Linked DNA regions of Zea mays: all the other regions are linked to region 2. Evidence: chromatin contacts called from public Hi-C data. All regions are on one chromosome and are shown on one strand. The core of a region is the stretch at or near the end of the contact, and the rest is flanking DNA. Distances in the headings are between cores, read along the strand shown.

Region 1 (6,172 bases), core at 2,661-5,160, 240 kb after region 2:
TAACACCCCACAGTCGAGTATATAAGGCCTAGGGGGTACCCCTTCAAAAGGAGAGACCTCACTACTTAGCCAACCACCCAGTTCTCTACGTTTCCAACACTAGAGAGCCTCCTTGTAACCCACCACATAAAAGTACTCACGCCAGGATGTAGGGTGTTACACATCTCAAAACGGCCCGAACCTGTACACAACTGTCCATTGTCTCTCGTGCATCTAGCACGAACCATCGAGCTACAGTCGGTAACACCGTCCTACTCCAAAAAGCACCTTAAGGGGCAACCCCGGGTGCGCGGTCGGACCCAAAACACCGACAGGTGCCCCCTAGGCCTTATATACTCGACCGTGGGGCGTTACACGTGGATATGATAACAACGTGAGCCTAAGTAATAGTGAACCAACTGAGCCTATCTTTCTATGATTTCGCCGACCTATCCCTTATTCAGTTCCGATGTATGAGGGCACTGCACGAGAAGATCGGATCACTGTTGCGATCATTGCTCAAATTCATCGGGCTGTCTGGTCTTGTATCAATCCACTTCACTAGACGTTCCTCCCCAGGCCCACAAAGGGATGACCTTGCGAATTATTGGGCCCACGGGCCTTTCGTGAGGTCTTTTATCCTTCCGGTGGACCCGGGAGATATCCGTCCCCCACAGGTTGCAACCTCTTAGATGACTTGGATGCATGACGGATTCATCATAGCATGCACATATGTTGTGCGGAGCTCCAAAAACTGCATTGTGAGAGGTGTTGTGCTCGCACCATGGGTCATCATGCAGAACAACTCTAGTAGAAGCAAGGTGTGAAGAACATTGAGTGCTTCATCCCGATTGTGTGCTAAAGCTCAAGTTGGGAGCACACCTAGAGGGGTGAGAACAAGTTTTCGAGCTGGCCACTAGCAAGAGGATTAGGGGAAACTTTAGCCTTGCCACAACGAGGATTAAGTGGTTGGCAAACAACTGAACCTTGGAATAAAAATGTTTTTGTCACATTTGTCTTCTCGTTAGTTTGCATCCTCTAATCACTAGTTTGTATGTACTTTACCATAATTGTGCTAATGTGTAATTGTTGCTCTAGAGTTGCTAGTCGAATCGTGTAGTTAATTAATTGCTCTCTTATGCTAGTTACCTTAGCTAAGTATGTTAGCTTAACTTGTGTTGTTAAGTAGTTGTAGTTCTGTAGTTACATTGTATAGCTAACTATAGTGAGTGGTGCTTGTGTTTTGTGCACTAATATAGCCATACGGACGATGGTATGTGGCCATATGTGGGTGACCTAATATCGACGGGTAGGGCAGAGGATGGCACGACGACGGTCCGGGTGGGCCGAGGTCGAGCTCGACATGCCATGTGGGCGGGCGTGAGGACGGTGGTGGCTAAGCGCGTACGGGAGAAAGAGCTGAGTGTGTGGAGAGAGACCATATGGGCTAGACCGCCAATGCTAGCTTTAGCCGACGGGAGTTAGTTAAACCCTGTCATCCTAGGTTGGTGACCGACGCGAGTTAGTTTCCGTTAATGGGGACTGGCCTACAAACCTGTCAGCTGACAGTGGCCTGACTAGAGTTATCTAATTCCTATCGGCTAGCCTAAAACTCGACGACGGTAGCCAACAGGAATCTTCGTGGTTCCTGTTGTGGCTAGACTCGCCTAGAATATATGTGCGAACTTTTTTTTCTGTTACTGCAAAAAAGAAAAAAAACAAATGAATCGCCTTTCCATTTTAGCTGTTTGCGAGATTATGGGCCTGTTTGGTTCACTACCTCAGTTGCCACACTTTGCCTAACTTTTCTGCCTAAGATTAGTTATTCATCAATTCGAACGACTAATTTTAGGCAAAGTGTGGCACATTTAGGCATTTAGCCACAAACCAAACAGGCCCTATATATTCTTTCGAAGCTGATGCCTCCAGTATTCCCGCGTAGAAAATTACTCTCCCGAATCTATCGCGGAGCTCCAAAAGTTACTCATCCAAAGCTCTCGCTACTGCCTTTTTCGCAATTTCGCATGCGGATGCCTGCAACAGCGCAAAAAGATTTGAACGATCGGGTCCCGTCCCGTGATCAGGGGCCTCAGGGCCTGTTTGCTTTCGTCCGTTCCCTGCCAAGATCGATGCCTTTTCCCAAGAAAAGAAGTCCTGGTCATGATAAGGTTATTATACTAGTAGCACGTACCCTGCAGCTGCAGCGGTCAGATTATTCCCCTCAGAATTCACATCTCCTTCCAAAATCCCTTCCCCACCCCGGTGCAGTATTCTGTGTATTCTAGTCCGTTTCCACGAGACTCGTGCGAAGCTGACGACGAGCGGCGGTGGTGTGGTGATGCGCAAGTGCTATAGCCTGATATATTTATTTGAAGCCTAAACCGCGTGAACTGATGATGATGGTACGGATGGTCTGCGCAAGGAAACCTATTGAAAATCGCCATCAGAGGAGAGAAAGCGGGCTATTTGAATCGGTTTTTTCCCTCTTTGAACTTGAGAAGCGGAATCAATCAACGGCGTCGTTGCTCGCAAGAGTGCGACGGCAGAGCCGCGATTCGGACCGGAGATGCCCACTCCGGGTAAGGTACTAAGGTGTTGACACCTTTGTTCTCTGGCGCCTTTGGATGAAACACGAAAGTGAAACCGCGCCTAGCTAGAAACGAATGGCTACTGGCCACTGCTCTCGGATCGGAAGGGAACGGCGCACTAGTGGCTTTCGGTTCCGAGAAAGGAGTCGTCGCGACCCGACGTGCCGCCGATGCGGCGTAAAATGACTCGCAGCGTGGCGTACAGTGGTTTGGCGTTTTGAGGTGCACAAATTTTAGCGGTGGGATGCGTCTCTGCGGCCTCATCATCTGCTGATCACAGACAAGTCAGCTGTGGCCTGTGGACTATACGTAGCCGCGTAGGGTACGTAGCTGCAGAGTCTCTCTCAGTTTTTTGTGTGTGGCTTTTGTTGAGGTGCATGGTGTGGCCAGTATTATTTTGCACTGCTTTTATTATCATCGTCCCGTCCGTCTCTTGGTCCGCGACGCGGTCATGCGGGAGACGAGCCGACTAGTGGAGCAGGAGCAGCTGCCTGCGACCACAAATGGACGAGTGTACCACACGCGAACGCCGCCCACGCGACGGAGGGACGAAGAAGCGGAACTCTGTCTGAGAGTATAATATTGTAGTATAGTGTTACGTTGGCGCGGCGCGGCGCGGAGGAAGTCGTCGGATGACTCGGATCGTCGAATCGAATCCTCTACGACACTACCACAGGCACCCACGCACGATGTATCTATCAATCGCTCAAGGTTTCCAAGGCCGAACGTGTCTGGACCAGCGCACATAGATTGGGAAACGATTTGTATATGAAAAAAAAAAGATTTGGATAGAGCGGCAGCAGCCAGCGGATTCATTCTAGAACCGTCCGCGCGTGGTCCCGTTGGCGTTTGCTCGCGACCGACGCGACGCGATCCGCACGCACCGGCAAGCCAGCTGCGCAACCCGCCAAGCTCCACAGCCCATCGTTTCCCGCCACCTCAAAGAAACCGCCCCCCTTTTTTTCTAATCAGAAGAGAACCGCCTGGGCGCTGGGCCGGCCGGAACGAGGGCACGGCCGTCGGCGTCGTCACTTTCATCCCTCCAGTTTTAGAGCTCTAAAAACTTCAAAATACTTTAGCTTATTTTAAAACTTCACCTAGCCAGAGCTTCTGGTCTAAAGTTTAGAGATCTGATAATGTTTTAAGAAAGAAAGCCCTAATCCGCTGGCGCCTTTGCTTAAAAAAAAAAAACCAGTGGGCTAGGCTAGTAGATGGGGCGGGGTGGGTCCACGAGGCCAGTGAGTGGGGTCAGGAGGAATCCTGGGCAGCGGTCCTGCCCGCGGGCAGTGCCGTGCCGTGCCACCCCCAGCATAAAAGCGAGGACTGCTCGGTCGCCGTGGTGCCGCAGTTTGCCGCTCTCGGCACTCGTTCGGCTTCCTCTCTTCTCTTTCCGGCCTATCAGCAGTCAGTTTCTCTCGTCTGGTAAGCTCCTTGGGACGCCTTCCTCCTATCCCTTTACTACTACAGTTCTTAACTCCTACCTAGGAGAAGAGAACTTCTCGTTCTAGATCCACTCAGCTTTTTATAAGAACTTTTTGTTCATTGGAGCCTGTGCTGCTTGTGGAGGTACAGTGCTGATGGCGTCCAACTACGTCGACACCGGGGCGGAGGAGGGCAGGTTCCACGGCCACCACAGCACGACGCCGACCAGCGCGGCGGCGTCGCCGAAGACGCTGCGGAGGAGCTCGTCGTCCGCCCACAGCCACGGCCACGGGCCCAAGTGCGTGTGCGCGCCGGCCACGCACGCAGGCTCCTTCAAGTGCCGCCTCCACCGCAGCAGCTCCCACGGCCACGGCCACGGCCACGGCAGCAACCCGGCGTCCCCTCCCTCCCCGGCCACCTTCGCCGCTGCGCCGCCGCCGGCCGCGGCCGCGTCCTCCTCCCGCACCGTCGCGGCGCAGTGACGGCGCCCCAAGAAACGCCGACCCAGCAGCAGTGAAGAGAGGAGAAGAGAAGAGAGAAACGGCAAAAGGGAAAAAGGAAAACACACTCTCTCTGTTATTATGCGACACGAGAAAGGGAGCTTATTTGTTCCTCCCTTCATCTTCACGTACGCCAACGGCAGAATTTCCCATTTCGTTTCACTTCCTCCTCCCCCCCTCGTCTTTTAACCTTTTTTGGCTGAGATATCCATCGATTCTCGCTGGAATGGTCTTCCCCTCCTTCGGTCAGAAGAAACCCTCCCTGGTTGTACTGTACTAGGCAATGCGCATCCTGCTAGATCGCCTCCGCTGAAATGGAAAGCGTATGTGTGATGGTGACATGAAGTTCACTTGTGTAATTATTACCATTTCAGTAAATCCATGCTTCTTGCAGGAGTTGTGATCTTGGTGGTGGGTCTGCTGATTACTCTTCCACCATTCCGTCGTGGAGGTCTTGAAATTGCGTCAATTATTCGCTATAAACAAGGATGACTGGCCAGGAAACAGTAACAGTGGACCGAGATCCAAAACAATTTTGGATGGTAAAACGTAGCAATCACACGACCTGCTTAGCACTGAAACGCTGGGATTCTTTGTTGAACGTAGCAATCTCACGACCTGCTTAGCACTGAAACGCTGGGATTCTTTGTTGGTTCGGTTCATCTCACCTACAAGTCTGGTCTGCTCTGTCAGTAGTAAAGTTCTGTCTGGCACGGATTGGTTATCCCGTGATTGTTTAGTGCTCATGTGATTGTTCTGCAGTGGTCTGACGGAGCCTGCATGGGTCCATGAGTCCATCCCGTCCTCACGTGTAAATGTCTCAGAGCTCCCCGGCCTCAACCCTGAGTCTGAGTGCATCGATCATATTGGCTGCACCTGTACCTGCAGACGCAGCATTCTGAACGATGGTAACAGGCATGTGCCATTAGCTGGAGGGGAACAGTGCAACCAACGATAGTGTGATGTGGCGCCGAGTCGCTGTAAATTGGTAGTGTCCGTCCTGTTGATGTTCACAAGCACACAGAAGTTATAGCTGGCAGAAGGCGGTTGGCATGTCAGGATCCGTAGCTGATCAGGATATTATTAGCCCTATCTTGCTTTAAGCAGCACACATGCCCCACGGTATCATAGTGCGCGTCGTTTGTGTCAACGGGATGATGGGTTTTCGGTTGGGCGCTGGTTCCTGTTATAACCTTTCTGGTGTTACTGTAACTAAAAACTTGAGCATGACATCATAAGCATTGGCATTGCATATGTTTAACACACCTAGAGTGCATTCACTAGGCAAAAATTTCAAACAAGTTGTATTGTTTTAATGTTTTGCAAATAGAACCCTGGATAGGGAACTTAACCCTAAATAGGGATTAAAGGGGTAAAACTTAACCCAAATTGAGAAAACCTAAAAGCTTTAGGGAAATAGTTGTAAAATATCCCCAAAAATAAAGTTGAATCACCTTTATACCCCTAAGATACCAGAAACCCTAATTGGAACCCTGGAAAACCCTAAAACCAAACCCTAGGGGCCTATGTGCAAAAGCAGTGCATATTTGGACCAAAGTGTAAAAACTACTACGTTTAAATATATGTAGTCACATGGTTCACATTTGGGAAGATTTACAAGCCAAACCCTGAGTTTTGGGCTTATTTGCAAAAGAGTCACATTTGAACTCTTTTGACTAAGTC
Region 2 (6,336 bases), core at 1,633-4,132:
TGAGATTATGGCTATGAGAATAATGAGATTAAGAGTTTAAGACTACCTTTGGCTTTCCTGTGCTGCCACTTGTGTACAAAAGAAACAGTGGATCCTCTGCATCAACCCATTCCACATCGCATTTAGTTGGGAAATCAGGCACAACATCCTATTCATCATCGTTCATTCAGAAATAAATTGATTAGTGATACAGCTGATACAGAAGGGTTTGGAAGGTTATTTTATGAATCACAGAAGTTCTGCAGAGTCCGTGCACGCAGAAAGTATGTTGCAATTTTGATCTTGGCATACCTGCCACCAGACATCTCTTCCTGTTTTCCATCGAGTGTCTACTTTATTCAGAGCGGACTGATTTTCATATGTCAAGCAAATGCCTTCTCAGCAAAAGAAAATTTTAAAATTAGTTTTTCTTCGAACCAGATTAGTACGTACTCACTGAAAAAGTACATGATGTGAGATGATCAACAGTATGCTGGTGCTTTGGACTTATTTTAAGACATCAAAAGGTAGCCAGTCATGTTCCAAAAAAAGGAAGGAAAACGACCACCGAAGGCAAGAACTGTGACCAAAATGAAGGATGATTTTTGGTGGCAGGACAGGTGTAGATTAAGATTGCCCTTTTTGTCACAAAATACTTTATAAAAAAGTGGTACCAGAACGAAAATTGCAGATATGGTGCGAAAATAGAAGGCCACACAAAAATATCAGGAAGTCAAGGCAGGAAATCTTATAAATATCTAACTCCATAGGATATTTCCTGAGTGCAATTCCTGATATAATATAAGAGACTATGGTTAACATGGACATGGAACAAGGGTGGTAGAGGCAAAATGAAATTATATTGTAGCTCAGATTTGCAAACAGGCCACACATCTATACTCAGATGCTAGTGCATACCTACATCAACTCCATTCTTTGCACTTTGATCCAGAGATGCATCTACTATATCTTTGAGATGGATGATTTTCATCCCCCTTTTCACAGCATTGCAGGTAATAACAACCTTAGGCTTGCAATCAATGACTCGTTGGGCCAGTGCATCTGCTGAGAAGCCAGCAAACACAACCTGAACATATTCATCATCAAAATCAATCAAGTATACATATAATCATTAAGAACAATTGACATCCAAACATGGGGTTAACAATTACCGAGTGAACAGCACCAATGCGGGCACAAGCAAGCATTGCAATCGGCAGCTCCATCAACATTGGTAGGTAGATCACCACGGCATCACCTTTTCGTACGCCGACGCTTTTCAAGTAATTTGACAGCTATCAGAAAGCACAGCAGAACACATTAGACTGCCCAGGCTCTGCACACATTGCGTTCAAACTACATGCAGCTGTTTTTGGCATAAAAGAATGAATGTTTACCTGGCAAACCTTTTCCAGCAGTTCAGAGTAGGTGAGCTTCCCATCCTGACTGGGCTCATTCCCCTCCCAGTACATGGCGATCTTGTCCCCATTCCCTGCCTCCACATTGCGGTCCACTGCATTGTAGCATATGTTGGTCTTTCCCCCCTTAAACCACTGCAAATGCCAAACACCAGTAACCATCCAGATCCTGTATCCTTCCACCATTAGAAACAGTCATTGAAACTAAGGAATAACGTACTTCAATCATGATCGGCCCCTTGGTCACGTCAAGGTTCTCAGCGCAAACATTATCAGGGCTCCACTTCTGCTTCCAGTAGAACTCATCTGCGATTTCTGACCAGAAACCAGCTGGGTCGTCGATCGACTTTTGGTACATATCTCGGTACTGTTTACAATTATTGCAAAACCATGTAAATAAATTACTACCAATCACATCCATCCATCACGATAAGTCGAAAAGTAATCCACACGGATACTGAATGTTCGATTCAGATTATGGACCCTACGAGGTGAGATCCCACAAGCGTATGGACAACAACAGAGGCCAACAGGGCCACCGATCCCCAGTCCTGTCTGCATCATCTGACCCGGTGCCCGCAGTAACGAATCACGACCAGCCGCACATTCGGCGGCGCAAAGGCGCAGGCCGCCGAACGCGCGCCACCCATTTGCGCACGAATGTGGACAAATAGAAACGGAAGGCTGCGCGTGGCAGTAGTACGATCACCTGTTTCGTGGACGAGACGAGCGCCTGGGCGGCGAAGTCGGCGCTGGGGTGGACGAGGATGCCGGGGTCGTCAAGAGCCGGCAGTGGCTCGCCCAGCACGGCCATGCACGTCCTGCCATTCCGCGGCTTGGCGGCGGCCACCGCCGCCAGGCCCAGGTGATCGCTGGCGCCCATGGGAGCCTTCCGGCGCCGCAACAGAGACGAGGAGGCGAGATGGTGGGTCAGCGCGGGCAGTAGTGTCCGGATGATGGGGCGGGCGCACCCGCAGCGGCCGCAGCCGGTGGCGTATATATGCTGTGCCATGGTCTCTCGGCCCTGATGGCCTCTCCTCACCTCACCCTGCCCGCCTGCCGCTCTCGGCCGTGGCCGTGGGCCAATCCTCCTTTTGACTTTTGGTCGCTCGGCCGCCCGCCTTCTGGTGGAAGAGGGTGGAAGAGGCAAATCAAGCGGGCGTAAAAGCGAAGCCGAATTTGCCTTTCTGTTTCTGGTGGAACTGACGCGCGGAGCGCCCTGCTAAACTACTAGCAGTCTAGCACTACTACAGCTGCTATGCTAGGGCTCGCGCGGCCTGACACCTAGAGACCAGCGTCGCCGGCGACGGGAACGGAGATGAAGAGGTCCGCGTCCCCGGTTGCCCCGGTTTATACGTGCGCGACGAGGGTTCGAGGACTCGATCGGCGGACGGGGGTTGTGCTGTGTCTGTGGCTGGCCGGTTGCCCCGGTTTATACGTGCGCGATGAGGGTTCGAGGACTCGATCGGCGGACGGGGGTTGTGCTGTGTCTGTGGCTGGGATTTGGACGGTATTTGACTCGCCTACCTGGCGTGGCGGTGGCGGGCGGGCTCCGCCTGGCGGTTGTTTTTGGTCGCGAGCGCCTGCTCCGGTCGTCACTAGATTTGGCTATATGTGTTCGCGTCTCGAGGCCCCGTGAGCCGTAAGAAATGGTAAAAGAACTCCGCTTCAGTTCTCTGCTGCGGCCTGCCGGTACGACAAACCAATGCCCTGTTTGATCCATTTGACACAACGTCATGTTTAAAGAGTTTCTAAAGTTTAGTTCCAAAATTTTTGAACTTCTTAAGAATCTCTCAAACAGTTTCTAGAAAGTAACTTCTAAATTATCAAGAAATTGAATCCACACAAATTCTTATTTACGGCACAAATTCTTATTTTACGGTGTATAGATTTATTTTTTACTTAAGATCACAACTACGGCTGTGACCGGCCAAAGCTGGCTGGCAGGCTTGTACACCACCGAAGTCAGAACAGAACGTGATGTGTTTGGTTTAAGATCAAATTAGGATGATACGGGGACGACATCGTCCCCTCGATTTTTTTGGACCATGCCGCCACCAACAATTGATTCGGTGTTCACCTCGCTCTCACGTGACTCTCATCCAACCACGCACTATAGAAAATATGGCCGCCCACTTATATCCCTTCTTGTACGTCCAACCAAATATACCTTTAATCGCTTGGGCTTAGAGCCGCTCCGGCTGCTGCTGTCGCTATCCTAAGGCTCAATATACTTTAGAAACAATAGGAAACAACACATCAAGCAAGCCAACCGAACAACGTGTTTCAGAGGCTCCAACATGGAAAGTCGAGTGAGACGGTCGGTGGGCTCCCACTTTCGAGGGGCTTACCCTAGTGATATAGAAATATTTGAGTCAATATACTGTTGATTATCATATATTATTTACAATACTAGAAAATATGGCATCTGTTGAAAGTAACTTCTTAAAACTAAAATAACTAAAATTATTGATTAACTTTTTAAGGTCTACATCTAAAAAAAGTTTAATGGGCTAACAAATTTTATGTATTGAAATTTTTTTGTTAGATGATATTAGTATTGAATTTATTATTGATGATTTTGTGTCTAGAAATGTTAGAGGACAAGGTGATCTGTACAATATGTAATAATTTTACTTCTATTTTTTACCACTCAAGTTGTTTTACGATACATAGAATTATTTTAATTAGCTAATATATAGAATAATAAGAAAATAGTTCTTATGGTATATGGTCCTTCATTTATAATGTTGTTCTAGGTTCCTTAAAACTCAGCCTCCACCTCAGCTAACAGTGACCTCATGCTCGTTACATCTCTAAGACTATTAGGCCCGTGCCGGAAGAAAATGAGGCCCTGTACAAAACTATTGAATAAAAAACTCTTATTGCTAAATTATTTAAAAACAGAACTGTAAGTATTAAAATGTTGTAATGTAGTACATAGAAATAGAGTTTATGAAAAAATACCTATTTAACTCTTTATTGTATGAATTTTACTTGAACAACTTCATTCTCTTAGTGTTCCTTGAAATAAATTCTTCAATGATATGATCATATTCAATCATGTCCAATAATCCACTCTCAAGTGCTATTGTGGCTAAATCTGTAAGTCTTTATTATGTCATTGTAGAACGCAAATAGGACTTTAGAAAAGCTTCGCTCTGTTGATGCAACAGTCACAAGAATGGTCAATAAAACTCTATATGCAATACTTGCATTAGGAAAAGAATCATGTCGCTTTTCGTAACCAAATTCATATTTTCTAGATCGATTGGTCGAAGACATGATATCCGATAGTTAGATCTTCAAATACTAGACGTCTAGTAAATTAATAAACATGCACACAAAAGATAAAAAGAACAATTAAACTATTATAATTATTAAAGGATATATTAACAGAGGATTTTTTCTAGAAAATTACCTTGATGCTTAGTAATTCCGGATAACAAGCAGGGATCGGGATTTAGAATTCCGGACGCAAGGTACTGGCAGGCGACAGCCACAGAATCAGGATTCAGATTTTAGAATTCCGGACACAAGAAGTAAATGTCTTCAAGAGCAGCAAGGTGCTAGCAGCGGACAGGATTGGTTGAGGTGCTGGACTGCTGGGTGCAGGCATGCAGGGTGCCTGGCGGTGGAGGCAGGAGGCGAGAGTCTAAAACGTTGCAACAGTCAGTAGAAGAAAATTATCTATTTGCTTTACATAACCTGACTTCTATATTATATGAGCTATACATGTATAAATTTGGAGGCCCTTAAAAATTTGGGTGCCCTGTTCCAGTGTACCAGTTGAACTCCCTCCCGCACCGCCCCGAAGACTATCTCCAACAGCTTCTCTATCTCATCCTATATTTCAAACTTCACTCTGTAAACAGTGTCATTTTTTTGAAGTAAAGGTACTGTAGGAAGGTACTACAGTAATATTATTAAATCAAAAGAACTGAGTTTAGGGAGAAAGAGGAAAATTACAAAGAAAGGGAAGGAAGAGGGAGCCGAGGGGGGAAGAGTTACAGCCCTAAATTGAGTAACCAAGATGCAATATCTTCCTTAAGATTAGGCTTGACTCGATGGCATAATAAGGCAATTTCACTCCTAAACATAGCCTTGCACTCAGAAACTGAAGGGGGGATTTCGTTGAAAATCCAATTGTTTCTGCACCTCCAGATGCACCACGTCATGATGATAATAGTTTCTAACCTCCAAGGAATTTGCAAGCGTCTTCTAATTCTCATTAAGGTATGCAGAAGATCCGTAGAACACGGCAGGAGGAAGCCCAAAAGTAGCCAACATCTCCTAGCAAAGTTGCATCTAAAGAACAGATGAATAGGTGTTTCTTCAATCTGGAGTATATAGTTGTCGCAGGTGAAGGAGTCTAAAGGCATTGAACGTCGTCTGAGAAGGGAGCGGGTATTCAATCTATTTTTGAGTAATAACCAGAAGAATACTTTGTGTTTAGGTTGACATTTAGATTTCCATAACCAAGAGAAGAGAGGGAGCGACTGATGGGTGCCAATCAAGTGAGCATAGACCTTCTGAGAAGAAAACTGATTGGAAGAGGCACTGCATCGCCAAATATCATTGTGATCAAGCAACTGTAGATTACCAAGGGTGTCCTGAAGTGAGAGAAGCTGCTTGAACGCTTCAGCAGAAAGGGGAATGTGGAACAGTTCATTCGGGGAAGCCAGCCGAGCTTGACTAATGTTAATCTCCTTGACAAAGGCAAAAGACCAAAGCTCCGAGAATTTTTCAGATATTTGCTGCCCATTCCATCGATCATTCCAAATGAGAGTAGATTTACCATTTCCAATCTCCACTTGGGCAATTTCCTTAAAAGAATCCTGGATTTTGAGAATATCTTTCCACCAAAACGAGCCAACTGATTTAGCTGAGGGCAAAGAGTTGTTGTAATGAGTGTCCCAGATAATGTTAACCCATGGGA
Region 3 (7,020 bases), core at 3,773-6,272, 150 kb after region 2:
AAATCCACTAAGTAGAGATTGTTGTATCTAAATCCTTTGAACCCCATTGATTCATCATCTATTTTTGATACAATAACCTCTGTTGGATTGAATAAGCATTGAAGTCCAAGATCACAGAGTTGACCCACTGATAATAAATTGAAGCTTAAAGGTGCAACTAAGAGAACATTTGAAATTGATAGATCATTTGATATTGCCACCTTGCCAAGTCCTTGAACTTTCCCTTTTGAATTATCCCCGAATGTGATTTTGTCTTGTTCATCAACATTCTCATCAAGTGAGGTGAACATCCGTGGGTTGCCTGTCATATGTTGTGTGCATCCATTGTCAATAACCCAATGGCTCCCATCGGTCTTGTAGTTCACCTACATCCACAGACAAGTCAAGCTTGAGTTTTGAGGGCCCTATATTGCATAGGACCAGTGACTCTCTCAATCAAGGACTTTGCACCTAAATTTGTCTAGGTCTACTCTTGCTTGGTGGACCTAGGAATGTAACTTTGACCTTTCCATTTGCTACTTTTATTAGAACATAATGAGCATTGAAAGCAAATGGCCTTGAGTGCTTAGGCAAGGGAGTTGGTGGTTTGGCTTTGCAGTTGTGGGCAAAGTGACCTTCTTTTCCACACTCAAAGCATTTGATAGGCTTATGAGTCTGCTTTGGCTTGTATTGAGTAGTAGCTTTCTTTTGCACAAAAGCATTGTATCCAATACCACTCTTGTTGTTTTTCATGACAGTGTTCATGAGCAATTTATTTTGGAGGTATTGGTCCTTGTTGAACTTTTGCACACTTGTTGCGAGATGTTCATTTTCACTCTTAAGTTTATTGACCTCATTTTTAAGCCTTTCATTATCCACTGCCAATTCATTGTTGAAATCATTGTTCTCAATGGCAACCTTTCCTCTAGTAGTTGCATCAGTCAAGTATCTCTTCAATTTTTGGTTGTTTAAAGTCAAGACTTCAACTTTTTCGGTCAATTCATCATGTAGACTAGTTTGATCTCCTTGACTCAAATCATCACATGAGGTTGCTACATCAATCTTAACAACAGGGTTAATAGCCTCATGTGTATTGCAAGATAAAAGTTCATTTTCAACAATAAGATTATCATGATCAAATTTAATCTTAGTATAGTCTTCCTTGATTTTCACTAGTCTATCTTTTAACTCCCTATTAGCTTCACTTAACTTTTCACATTTATCCTTAGCATCTTTTAGGGAGGATGTAAGCTCATTCATAGTGGATGACATAGTTTTGTTTTCTTCTTTCATTTCATCACTAGCTTTCATAACTATGTCATATTTGGTATTCAAAGATTCATTTTCATTTTTCAACTTATCACATTTAGCTTTTGACTTCCTAATGATTTGAGTGTATTCTTTAAGCAAGTTAGCTAGTTCATCATAGTAAGGTGAAGCAAATTCATCATCACTATCACTATCATCAGTAATATCAATATCATTTTGTACCTTCCGTTCACCTCTAGCCATGAGGCGTAGGTGAGAAGTCGATGATGGCGATAGTGGTGGTGAAGAGAAGTCCCCAGCGATGGCGGCAACTTTTTCATCATTTTCTTCTTCACTTGAAGAAGATCCACTTGATGACTCAATATCAGTGAGCCAGTCACCAACAATATATGCCTTTCCATTTTTCTTTTTGTGGAACCTCTTGTGCTTCTCATCCTTCCTCTTGAAGAATCTCTTTTCCTTTTTCTCATCATCGTTGTCATCTTCTTTCTTGCCCTTGAACTTGTTCTTCTTGGGCTTGTTACATTGATGAGAAAGATGACCAAGCTCTCCACAGTTGTAGCAATCCATTTCAGAAATGGGCTTTCTTTTGCTTGAAAAGAATTTCTTCTTTCTTGAATCAAATTTGATGCCTTCTCTATTGAGCTTCTTTAACATCTTGGTGGTCTTTCTTACCATCAAGGCAATGTTAGTATCAAGGTCATCATCACTTGAGGATTCTTCCTCAACTTGTACTTTAGTTTTTCCTTTTCTTTCTTGATTTGCTTTGAGAGCCAAATCCTTTCTCTTGGAAGATGACTCATCCTTGTCATTGATGTGCATGTATATCTCATGAGCATTGATCTTTCCCAATATCTGTGTAGGTGTGGTAACTGAAAGATCCATCTGATGTAGCACAGTGACAATGTGTCCATATTTGTCAATTGGGAGGACACTGAGAATCTTCCTCACAACATCCGGTTGAGAGATTTGTGTAAGCCCCAAGCCATTTACTTCCTCTACAAGAATATTGAGACGTGAGTACATAGCATTGGCATTTTCATTAGCAAGCATTTCAAAAGAATTTAACTTTCTCATAGCAATGTGATATCTCTCCTCACGCTCACTTCTAGTTCCTTCATGTAGAGCGCATATGTCCATCCACAAATCATGAGCATTTTTATGATTTCTAACTCTATTAAACACATCTTTGCAAAGGCCTCTAAAAAGGGTGTTTTTGGCCTTGGCATTCCATTTCTCATAATTAAACTCTTCACCTACAAGATTTGTGGGATCTCTAGGTTCGGGAATCCTTGTGTGGCGGCTTTGTAGACACCAATGTCTATAGCCTCTAAATATGCTTCCATACGAATTTTCCAATATGGAAAATCGTCACCATCAAAAACGGGAGGAGGTCCATCCCCACCGGACATCGTTACTCTAGCGGTTAAACTAACCTAAGAGCAACAAGGCTCTGATACCAATTGAAAGGATCACGATGCCCAAGAGGGGGGTGAATTGGGCTTTTCTAAAAATCAACACTAATTAAAACCTAAGCAAGAGCCCAACTTCACCCCAACAACTAGCACTAAGAGAATAATACTAGAAATACAACAATGCTAAGACAATACTTCAAATACTTGCTAAACAAATACACAATGTAAAATGCTTGAATTAAGTGCAGAATGTAAAGCAAGGTTTAGAAGACTCCTCCAATTTTTTCCGAGGTATCGAAGAGTCGGCACTCTCCACTAGTCCTCGTTGGAGCACCCGCGCAAGGGTATCGCTCCACCTTGGTCCTCGCAAGAACCAAGTGCTCGCTACGAGATGATTCTTTTCCACTCCGGCGCGGTGGAACCCTCACGACCGCTTACAAACTTGAGTCGGGTCACCAACAAGATCTCCACGGTGATCACCGAGCTCCCAACGCCACCAAGCCGTCTAGGTGATGCCGATCACCAAGAGTAACAAGTCGTAGACTTTTGCTTGACCAAGAGAAGCCTAATGCAAGTGGTGTGTGCTCTAGGTGGCTCTCGCTAACGCTAATGAGGTTCAAATGCGGGATTACAATTCTCTAATCACCTCACTAGGCTTTTGGTGCTTGCAATGCTCTACCAATGTGCAGGAATAAATGTGGGCAACAAGACATTGAATATGGTGGGTGGAGGGTGTATAAATAGCCCTCACCTATCAACTAGCCGTTACCAGCATTGTTCTGCGCATGGGCGCACCGGACAGTCCGGTGCGCCACCGGTGCGCCAACGGTCGACTCCAACGGTTAGTTCTGACAACTAGCCGTTGGGCAGATGGCACACCGGACAGTGAACAGTCACTGTCCGGTGCGCTGTCCTGTGCGCCACTATAATTCAACTCGTGAACCTTGCGCTCTCGTGTTTCTGCGCGGGGAAACCCCTGGGCCCACCTGACAGAGGGCGCATCGGACAGTCCGGTACACACCGGACAGTCCGGTGCCCCAAGGCCAGAAACCCTAACTTCTATTTTCTTCTGTTTTTCAAATAGGTTTTCGTTCTAACTTGTGAGTATGTTCTAGAGTGTCACCTTGCACTATATGGGAGTGTGAATATGCACCAACACTACACTAGAACTCTCTTGGTCAAACTACTCATCGACAACCCCTCTTTATAGTACGGCTAAAACAAAATAAAAGACCTAACTATATCACGAGTGTCCGCAACTCCTTGACACTCGGAATACGAAGACCTTCACTTTGTGTTTCGTCGATTTAGTCGTCGCTTCGAGTTCTTATCTCCGAGATTGTTTTCACCGTTGTAGTACATCTACCTGTAATGCGACCTAACTTACTATTTGACTGCAAAACACACATTAGTCACATATAACATTACGTTGTCATTAATCACTAAAGCCAACTAGGGGCCTAGATGCTTTCAAGTACTACATCGCTAGCTAAAGGAGAATAAGCGGTCGCGCTAACTATAAAAAGAGGTAGGTTTTCTATTCAACTCATATCTATCTCGACCTTTTGGATAAGATAAAATGTAATAGCTGCAATTTAATATCTGGTATGTGGGCCATACATATCCACTTTATTTTTAAATTTATTTTTTTGGGAGGATCCACTCTAATTTTAATTTTTTTTGTGGAGATGGTTCACTTTAATTTAATTTTATTTTTATGGAGATGGTCAATCACACCGACTGGCCACTGGACCATCACGTGTCATACAACTATTGCACCACTGTACCATCAAATATGATCGGTGTGCCGTCGTAACACACAGATATTCTAGTATTACTTAAGCATAAATGGAAATCGTAGCAACGTACGAGCACTTTGGTAGTTAATGTTTAGTAGTGTCCAAGAAATTGCAACAAGATGGCAAATTACCTAGCAAAACATGGGATGAGCGTGGTTAGCTTAGAATCCGTTGTTTTCATGAGCGAAATTCGTATCTTTGTTATCAGTCTAGTCTCTGGAGATATGTTTTGAAGGATATATGTTTTCTTGCAAGTACGAATAGATCATACTTTTGTTTCTCCACACTCTTCCTACCCTTCTTTTTGAGCGCACGAGTGCACGACGCATGATTAACTTGCTCCGTTCTCGTCATTTTGCATATATCCACGCATGCTACCGTACCAACAAGAGGAAATCTTTGCTTCCTTCCAATGGACCACCATCTTTATGCCTCGCAATTGTGAACTCGCGAAAAGAAACAAATCTGTCCCATATGCACGACGGCGCCACGACAAACGAGCTAGCGTCGTCGCTGGCTGGCTTCGATATGTACGTACGTACTCCTCCGCGCGCCACGCTCTTGGCGCGCCACGGCTACCCGTCCCGTCATCGGACACCGTCGCGCCGCCAGCCCGCCACCGCGCACGCCCGCATCGCCTATAAATTCTTGCACCGATCCGCACACACACGCACAAGCCAAACGTGCAGCTGAGGAATCGCAACGGCAGTGACGTGTGCGCGTTGCCAAATAAAGCTACTATACTAGTCACCGCTCGATTGCCGTCGCAGCCGCCCGCCGGCCGGAGATGGGTGCGCCGGCGCTGTCGTCCGTCGTCGTGGTGGCCACGGCGGCAGTGGTTTGCCTGTGCGGGGCCTTTGCGCAGGCGCAGGACATGGACAGCGAGTGGGCGCGGCCGGCCTACCGCGGGTTCTTCGGCGCCCCGGCCGGGTCGCTGCTGCCGCAGTCGGACGTGGACCTGCTGGAGTTCCCGCTGAACCTGGAGTACCTGGAGACGGAGTTCTTCTGCTGGTCCGCTCTGGGGTACGGCCTCGACGCCATCGACGCCAACCTCACCGGCGGCGGGCCGCCCTCCATCGGCGGCCAGTCCGCGTCCCTCACCCCGTTCATCCGCGACGTGGCCACCCAGTTCTGTTACCAAGAAGTCGGGCACCTCAGGTAACAACTGAACAGCCGACACAGCAACAGCCTGAGAACGGAATTGCAGATGGTAGTCAATGTTGTGACCGCCCCTGACCGGCCATGCAGGGCGATCAAGCAGACGGTGAGGGGCTTCCCGAGGCCGTTGCTGGACATCAGCGCGGCCAACTTCGGCAAGATCATCGAGCAAGCGCTGAACGCGACGCTGGACCCGCCCTTCGACCCCTACGAGAACAGCCTCAACTTCCTCGTCGCCTCCTACATCATCCCCTACGTCGGCCTCACCGGCTACGTCGGCGCCAACCCCAGGCTCCTCACCCCTCAGGCCAGAAAGGTAATTAAAGTGCATACGTACGCGCGTGCATCGCATGAACATTCTACTCGATCGTTGCCATCCCTCTCCTACCAGTCATGCTGTGTACCTGTGGCTGTGCCTGCCCTGTTGACGTGCTGTTGATATGCACTATCTGTGTGCGCAGCTGCTGGCGGGGCTGCTGGCGGTGGAGTCGGCGCAGGACGCGGTGATCCGTACGCTGCTGTACGAGCGCGGGATGGCGCGTGTGCCGAGCTATGCCGGCGGGGTGGCGGAGATCACGGCACGCATCTCGGACCTCCGGAACTCGCTGGGGAGGAGGGGCGTGAAGGACGAGGGCCTGGTGGTGGCGCCCGAGCTGGGGCCCGAGGGGCTGACCGTGGGGAACATCATCGCCGGCGACCACCTGTCGCTCGCCTACGACCGCACGCCGGAGGAGATCCTCGGCATCGTGTACGGCACCGGTAACTCCGCCCAGCACGGCGGCTTCTTTCCCCAGGGCGCAGACGGCCGCATCGCCAGGGGTCTCCTCGCGTAGCGCATGGGTGAGTTGTGACCGTGCGCTGAGCAGTATGAATCCGTGCACGGCGCAGACTGTAGACTAGCTAGCAGTACTATACTTGTTTGTGAGTTGGTATGGTGTGGCCTTGAGTGCCTTGTGTAAACTGGGTGATATACATGAATGTAGGTGGAAACAAATAAAGTAAATAATGGGTTGCTGCACTATACGCAAAGGTCGGATGTCTTCTATTTCATCTGTAGCCGAGAAATTCCAAAATAGTTCAGGGCTGTTTGGATCCCTTTATTTTTAAGAGGGATTAGAATTTATTTAATAAAATAACATATTTAGCTTTAAATTTGACATTCTACCACTTTCCAAAATTCTAATATAAGCTTATCTCAAATTCATGGGATGGAGATAAGGGTAGTAATGGATCGCGATCCAAATGCTTCTTTACAAAACGGTAGGGCTATAAATAAATTTTAGTTCAAACATGAATAGAAATAGGACCCGATACTAATCTGATCCGATTCTTAAATCTTATAGTGTGAAATTTAGAGCCCATTATCACCCTAGGTGGAGGATGGGAAATGATTTTATGTA
Region 4 (6,558 bases), core at 395-2,894, 210 kb before region 2:
AAATCTGACATAAAACTCTTGTATCTCTCCTACGATACATGACTTCACTTGCTCTTCCGGTATATTATGCCAACCCGTCCTATTGGCTGACCAGTCTGGAACAGGAGAAGAGCATGAGCGTTTGGTCGTCGTATTGGGCGAGATCTGGCTGGCCTTTTGCGGCGTTCAGAAAACAATTGGAGTACGAATAGAATGTTAGGTAGCTGCAGGGCAAAACAAAGAGGAACGCCGAAAAAGCATATGCGTGATCCTCCTGTGCTTCTGCGCTGCGCGCGTCGCGTCGCGTCGCTTCGGCGAGCGGGCGGTGGTGGCCTCTCCACGTCGGGACAAGCCCATCGCGTGGTGTGCCGAGCGGTGCCTCTTTTGCCATGTGATGGGCCGGGAGCGCTGGCATCTGCAGTACGCGAGCGTGGTGTCCGTCCCTTCCCACGCGCGCGACCCGCTAGGCAGCCAGTCGCGTCTGTTTTGGCCAGCCTTTGGGTAATGGTTGGGGTAGCTAGTTCACAGTTCATGATCGTCGTTGGGGTCGGTGGCTCGGTGCACCGCGTCATCAGGGCCAGTGGAGTGGAGCCTGGAACAAGTCCCGGAACCGCGGCCCGACGCCACGAGCTGGGGTGGTTCCACCCGTCGCACCGCCGGGCGGCGGGTGCGCGTGCGCCTGTTCCTCCACATGTATCGGCACAAAGGGCAGTTGGGCAAAGCCAACACCGTAAACCATAAACCACGGGGTTTTCTTGCTTGGCCCGCGACGGGTTCGGGGAGCCCACACGAGACGCGGGAATCGTTCGGATGCGTGAGCTAAAGGCCAGGGTACCTCGTCGCCATGCGGCGACGGATCAAAAGTTCGAAACGCATCCCTCCCCGTCCCCGTGGTGTGCCCCGTCCGGCAGCTTCATGTGAGCCACACATGTCATGACGCGAGCAGAGCAGGCCCGGTCAACAAGCTTTGAAAGGCTCTGGAGAAAGATATGATCTTGCTGCTTGCTCTTCCTGTCGTGGCGCCGGCCAGATGCCCAGAGACGTGTGGCGCAGAGCTGCTAGGCGTACGATCGCACCCACCGCCACCGGCAACCGACAGAGAGCATCCTCTGCCCTGCAGCGTAGATCGTGTGGCCTCATATGGGTGTCCTAACCAGCCCACTCGTACGATCGACCTCTCGGCCTTCGTCTCCTGAGGCTACTAGCTTGGCAACAACAGTGTCGGTGTCAAGCCAAAACACAGCGCAGCTACAAGGCTCGAGCTCGATGGAGCGACGACGGTCGACGGACTGCGACACGGCGGCAACGGACAAAAGTCTTCTAGGCTCCGACACCATGAAATAAAGAGGACTGCGAAAACGCAGATCAGTCAAGATCCAGTGATAAAGCCTAGATTGAAGTCTCTCGGACGGATGCAAAAGTGGAGCAACCTGGATTTAGATGTTAGTGTCACGTCACCCCTTCTATCCTGTCAGGGAGAACGACTCCTCCCTCCACAACCACGAGATGATCTTGAACCAGTGGCACAGTGTGGCTGTGTGCACGACTCGACGTTCCCAATTTTCCCCAGTCCAGTCCATGCTCCACGGCACAAGTGTCGATGGGCACACATGGACCAAATCTGATTGGATCCCTGGGGGCGCCTCCTGCTACAGCAGATGGTCCCGTCTCCCGATTCATCAGATCCCGACGCCCCCACCGACGCCGTTCACTGTTCCCTCCGTCCAAAAATAAATCCAGCGTAGAAACTTGAAAGATGAATAAAACTGCTCCTACGAAACGTTCGCCTGAAACCCACACAGGTGCTGCGGATGGGGAAGAAGCATAGGTTCTCAAAGCCTGAACGGCGCGCGGTACGGACGGATTGACCCTTATCACTTTTCCCCCCATCTTTTTTCATTTCGTTGACGATTCTACTACTATAGATCCTATTTTACTAATGAGTTTGGAATAAATCCTAAACTGTAAACGTGTCGTCTATTCTAGGCTGGGGGCATCGGTTGCGTCTGCGTGTGCTCGTCCGATCGATCGAAGTGACACCCATGTTGGTATGCAGGCGCATGATACGTCTACTCGACCTGCTGGCCTAGCCGAATGCGTTCTCTTAAAATAACGAGCATCATCTCTGTTTTTATTTCCTTTTTTTTGAGATTGTTTGTTGTTTGAGTGGAGCACGGCATGGCTTGACCAATAGGGCAAGCTTGGTTACTCAATCACCACTACGCGATAGGTGACATGGTACTGGTAGAAGAAGCTAGGCAATTCTGCCCAGGGACACGGTAGCTAGGCTAGGCGGTTAGGTCCCCGTCGCTTTGAAGCTCTTGCTTTGGTGATTCACCTCTCCACCTACTGAGTTCCTCGCCATGTTTGGACAACAGAGAAGTTCGTTTTTTTTCTACCGCGCGCGACATTGATTGCAACGGCCGTGGAGTTGCGTAGACGGCATAGATGAAGTCACCGACTGAAAAAATTGTAGATTTAATTACTGCTCTGCGTCATGACTCATGAATCGGTTCAGTGGATCCTGGCTCAGTACTCATCACTATTCACTAGTGCGTGCTTGCGACGGAACATGCAGCACGTAGTGCTAGGCCACTTGCATCGTCACGCAATGCTACTTGCATCGTTACGCAATGTTCTTGGCGTTGCCACACTTCTATCCGATTGTGTTGTTGCCTATGCCGACGGTATATTGGCATTTCATTTCATTATCCCCCGATTAGAATATTTTCCTTTCGATCGTGAAATGCATTTGGAGCCCGGGCCGGGATCTGATGCCACACCACCATATATGCAGCGTGAAGTTTTCTTTTCGTTTTTTTTTCTCGAATATGTAACGTGAAGTTGTTATCACTTTTCATCGAATAATCGTTTCTGCATTTTTATAACTATGCGTGTTTTTTGATATAAAAATTAGAGGATATTCAGGAACCACCAATTTAACAGTGAAAAATAATATTTGGCAGTGGAACCCGCATATTCTAGTTTCTTTGGTCCCTAGATTTTTACCAAGCGTATCGTTATCGATCCGTGTTATGTACACTGATAACCTACTAGAAGGTAGAATCTATTTTTAATCATAGTACATGCACACACATATATATAAATGCATATTTATCTCCATAAATGCATATAAGGTTATCTCGAGCAGCTTATTTATATCTTTTATTTTAAACTTTACAGTGTAATTTATAGTGCAAATCAATATTTTGCACGACCATATGACCTAATCACTCTACTTATCAAGCAATAATGTTTTGTTGGTTCTCTGTCTCTTTCATTGAAATAAACACTTGATTAAAATTCAGACAGAAGTAAAACAGAAGTTTTTTTTCCTGTTGCAGCTGATGATCATCGTGGATGACGCCGGGTCATTCATTCCGGCGATGAACCACTCCCCCTGGGATGGCGTAACAGTGGCCGACTTCGTCATGCCTTTCTTCCTCTTCATCGTCGGAGTCGCCCTGGCGCTCGCGTACAAGGTAGTACACGCCGGCAAAAGCGAGATGCCGATGTCTGTTTCTCCCTTCGTTTCTGAAACCGTCAACAGTGACCTCTACGACTCGCTGATACCTAACGATTGCGTCACCTTATGAATTTGTTTTACAGAGAGTCCCGGACAAGTTGGACGCCACGAAAAAGGCAGTGCTCCGTGCACTGAAGCTGTTTTGTCTTGGTCTTGTCCTACAAGGTATGATGGCTGCTATTTTTCTTGAACTGACGAAAAGGCACTTGTGGAGATAAAATGTGTTTGATGCCTTTTTTCTGCACTACACAGGTGGTTTTTTTCATGGTGTTCGCAGTCTAACTTTTGGTGTCGACCTTCAAGAAATACGTCTGATGGGTATACTTCAGGTATATGGAACGCATCCTTTTGGTTTGAGCTATATATTTGTCCTCTGATTGACAATATAAAATTGGTGTTTGGTAAGTACGTAACTGATGCCTTGTATTCTTGTTTGCAGAGAATTGCAATAGCTTATCTGTTGACTGCCCTATGTGAAATTTGGCTCAAGGGAGATGAAGATGTAGATTATGGATACGATTTGCTCAAGCGATACCGCTACCAACTGTGAGTTCAGACCAAAAGTACTCCTTTTTGCACTATGGGAAAGATCACGGACCATTTTGTTCGACATTAGTCAGTTCTTATGTTTCTAACACTGCAATATACTGCTTTTCATCCAGGTTCGTAGGCGCAATCGTGGGGATCACATACATGTCTCTGTTGTACGGTACATATGTCCGTGACTGGGAGTACCAGACATCAGGCCCTGGCTCCATAGAGAAGTCTTTCTTTGTAAGTTCTACTTCATCATTTCTTTCTTTGCAAGTTCTACTTCATTTCTTTATGCTAAGAGGTGTACCAAAAGGGGTTCACTGAACACTATTCAGTAATTATTACTGACGAGCTTCAAATTCCTAATCCTTGTTAGGTGAAATGTGGAGTAAGAGGTGACACCAGCCCAGGCTGCAACGCGGTTGGCATGATCGACCGTAGAATCTTGGGTATCCAGCATCTCTACGGGCGGCCAGTTTATGCACGATCCAAGGTTCTTTTAATAGCATTTCTGTTTCTTTTCGTCAGGAGATTTCTGCCTCTTGTCTATGCGAGCTCTGATTTCTTTTTCTCCTGTGGCAGCAATGCAGCATCGACTCGCCACAAAATGGCCCCCTTCCTCCTGATGCTCCCTCTTGGTGCCAGGCCCCCTTCGACCCTGAAGGGCTTCTTAGGTCAGTAAACTCTTCGTCATTTCTTGAAGTCCTCCTTTTGTAGATTTAATGCAAGTCCTGCAGCCATGGAAAATGCTGACTGTTGTTTTTGTTTCTGCTCTCATCAGTTCCGTGATGGCCATTGTCACATGCTTGATTGGGCTCCAATACGGACACGTCATCGTACATTTTCAGGTATAGTACTTGTAAATTGCAATCAGTTTGATCAGCAAACCTTTGACCAGTGCAACAGCACTTAATTTTGCCCTCTCCTGAATCTGTTTTGCAGAAACACAGGGAGAGGATAATGAACTGGCTAATCCCTTCCTTCAGCATGCTGGTCCTAGCCTTCGCCATGGACTTCCTTGGTAAGCACTAAGCACTACTAGAGCGAGCCAACCCGCCATGCACACTTCTGTTTCCTGGTCAGCAAGAACATTACCATTGACCTGCTCGTGTTCTTTGCCAGGACTGCGCATGAACAAGCCATTATACACCCTAAGCTACACCTTAGCCACCGCTGGCGCCGCAGGGCTCCTCTTCTGCGGAATCTACACGCTGGTCGACATCTACGGGTATCGGCGGCCGACCGTCGCCATGGAATGGATGGGGATGCACGCGCTGATGATATACGTCCTGATCGCTTGCAACATCTTGCCCATATTCATCCACGGCTTCTATTGGAAGGAGCCCCAAAACAACCTTGTGAGTTTTGACCGATGCATGCAGTAACCTTCCTTTCAGCCAGATTCCAGTTGATTTAGTGCAACTGAAAGTCGGGACCCGGCCGATTTTGTCGGCATCTAACGAGCTTCGCTTGATGGTTTTGTGTTGCAGCTGAAGTTCATCGGAATTGGACCATGAGGTGATGAACTGATGACGGACGGTACATCGAATGCGGATATTAGGAGTCTACTCCGACAGAGATAGAGAAACACGTGCATTCAGGCCAAGTTTTGCTATACGGCCAATGCATCATTGCTGCGCACAGAGTGCGTCTCTTGTATATGATAAAAAGCCTGCTGTATATAATGACGATACCGTTTGGAAGGAAAAATATAGTAGTATAGAGATCTTACGTGAATGACGGCGGAAATTCTCACCGAAGTCGCAAAATTGTCACGATAGTCCGCGCAGGGGGCGAGCGCGCAGCTCCATACTGGGATAGAGCCACTCGGCTCATAATTTGTTGTGTTTAGATTGATTATATGTAGAACGTAGTGGTTTTAAAATAGAAAATTATATTTAAATGTTCAACCATTTAGCTGCTCAAAATCTCTTGAACGGAGCCGCTCCCGGAACGGAGCCGCTCCATTCCAACCGGCGCCGGAACCAAATGCTACCTACAAAACAGTTACCAGTTGTTTAAATATTTCCTCTTTGTTTCTATTGACCACTATTTGTGGCACTGACTATTTGTGGTACTGGGTACGGCCGGACAGTTCGGCCCTTAGAGTTGGATGATCCACGAATAAATCAGATCAGGCCATTAAACTCCTATCTCATCATGTGTTTTCCCTCTAATATCGCGGGAGCTGTTGGAGAGCGCCTAGAAACGGGTCTAGAACCTACTTATAAATTTAAAGGTGTACGGTGGATTGAACAACCAACAATCGATCAAACAATCGATTTATCTTATGTTACCTTTTACTCTAAGAGTAGACAGTAACATAGATTTCTTCCTTTAATCTTAACCCCTCTCCAGCTCTACGTCGTTTAGAGGCGTCTTGGGTGGCCTACCGATCACAAGACAAACCCTAGGATCTCTCCTCCTTGACGGGGTCCCTCTCGAAGCTGTTGGCGAACTCTGTCGCCTCTGCACACGCGCGGACCGTCCAGCCACCAGGCGCAGACCGTCCGACTCGT

What was found. A called contact is a pair of places that touch in the nucleus more often than the background predicts.
Region 1: a Hi-C map of tassel shows a contact between it and region 2, with 2.9 times the contacts expected there. The contact joins the promoter of LOC100277165 here to the promoter of LOC103646525 in region 2. A contact is called at or near these places in 3 of 25 Hi-C or Micro-C datasets (ear, endosperm and tassel) and 1 of 3 datasets of contacts at active chromatin or transcription factors (leaf).
Region 3: a contact with region 2 is called in a Hi-C map of endosperm, with 3 times the contacts expected there. The contact joins the promoter of LOC100282997 here to the promoter of LOC103646525 in region 2. A contact is called at or near these places in 7 of 25 Hi-C or Micro-C datasets (bundle sheath, ear, endosperm and 2 more) and 1 of 3 datasets of contacts at active chromatin or transcription factors (leaf).
Region 4: a contact with region 2 is called in a Hi-C map of bundle sheath, with 3 times the contacts expected there. The contact joins the promoter of LOC100193923 here to the promoter of LOC103646525 in region 2. A contact is called at or near these places in 6 of 25 Hi-C or Micro-C datasets (bundle sheath, ear, endosperm and 2 more).

The regions. Positions count from the first base shown.
Region 1 is chr2:62,554,844-62,561,015 of Zm-B73-REFERENCE-NAM-5.0, forward strand. It overlaps LOC100277165, which reads left to right and starts at 3,911. Exons shown (of 2, transcript NM_001327920.1): 1 at 3,911-3,989; 2 at 4,140-4,998. The coding sequence starts at 4,145. The coding sequence ends at 4,471.
Region 2 is chr2:62,316,653-62,322,988 of Zm-B73-REFERENCE-NAM-5.0, forward strand. It overlaps LOC103646525 (acetyl-coenzyme A synthetase, chloroplastic/glyoxysomal), which reads right to left and starts at 2,883. Exons shown (of 18, transcript XM_008671255.3): 1 at 2,107-2,883; 2 at 1,618-1,764; 3 at 1,377-1,532; 4 at 1,152-1,274; 5 at 898-1,066; 6 at 292-374; 7 at 47-148. The coding sequence starts at 2,409.
Region 3 is chr2:62,463,051-62,470,070 of Zm-B73-REFERENCE-NAM-5.0, forward strand. LOC100282997 (desiccation-related protein PCC13-62) reads left to right here and starts at 5,023. Exons shown (of 3, transcript NM_001155901.2): 1 at 5,023-5,620; 2 at 5,711-5,936; 3 at 6,082-6,646. The coding sequence starts at 5,250. The coding sequence ends at 6,453.
Region 4 is chr2:62,110,022-62,116,579 of Zm-B73-REFERENCE-NAM-5.0, forward strand. LOC100193923 reads left to right here and starts at 1,645. Exons shown (of 12, transcript NM_001138995.1): 1 at 1,645-1,832; 2 at 3,324-3,461; 3 at 3,589-3,670; 4 at 3,758-3,834; 5 at 3,945-4,051; 6 at 4,168-4,279; 7 at 4,416-4,532; 8 at 4,622-4,713; 9 at 4,821-4,887; 10 at 4,982-5,060; 11 at 5,162-5,397; 12 at 5,530-5,774. The coding sequence starts at 1,791. The coding sequence ends at 5,556.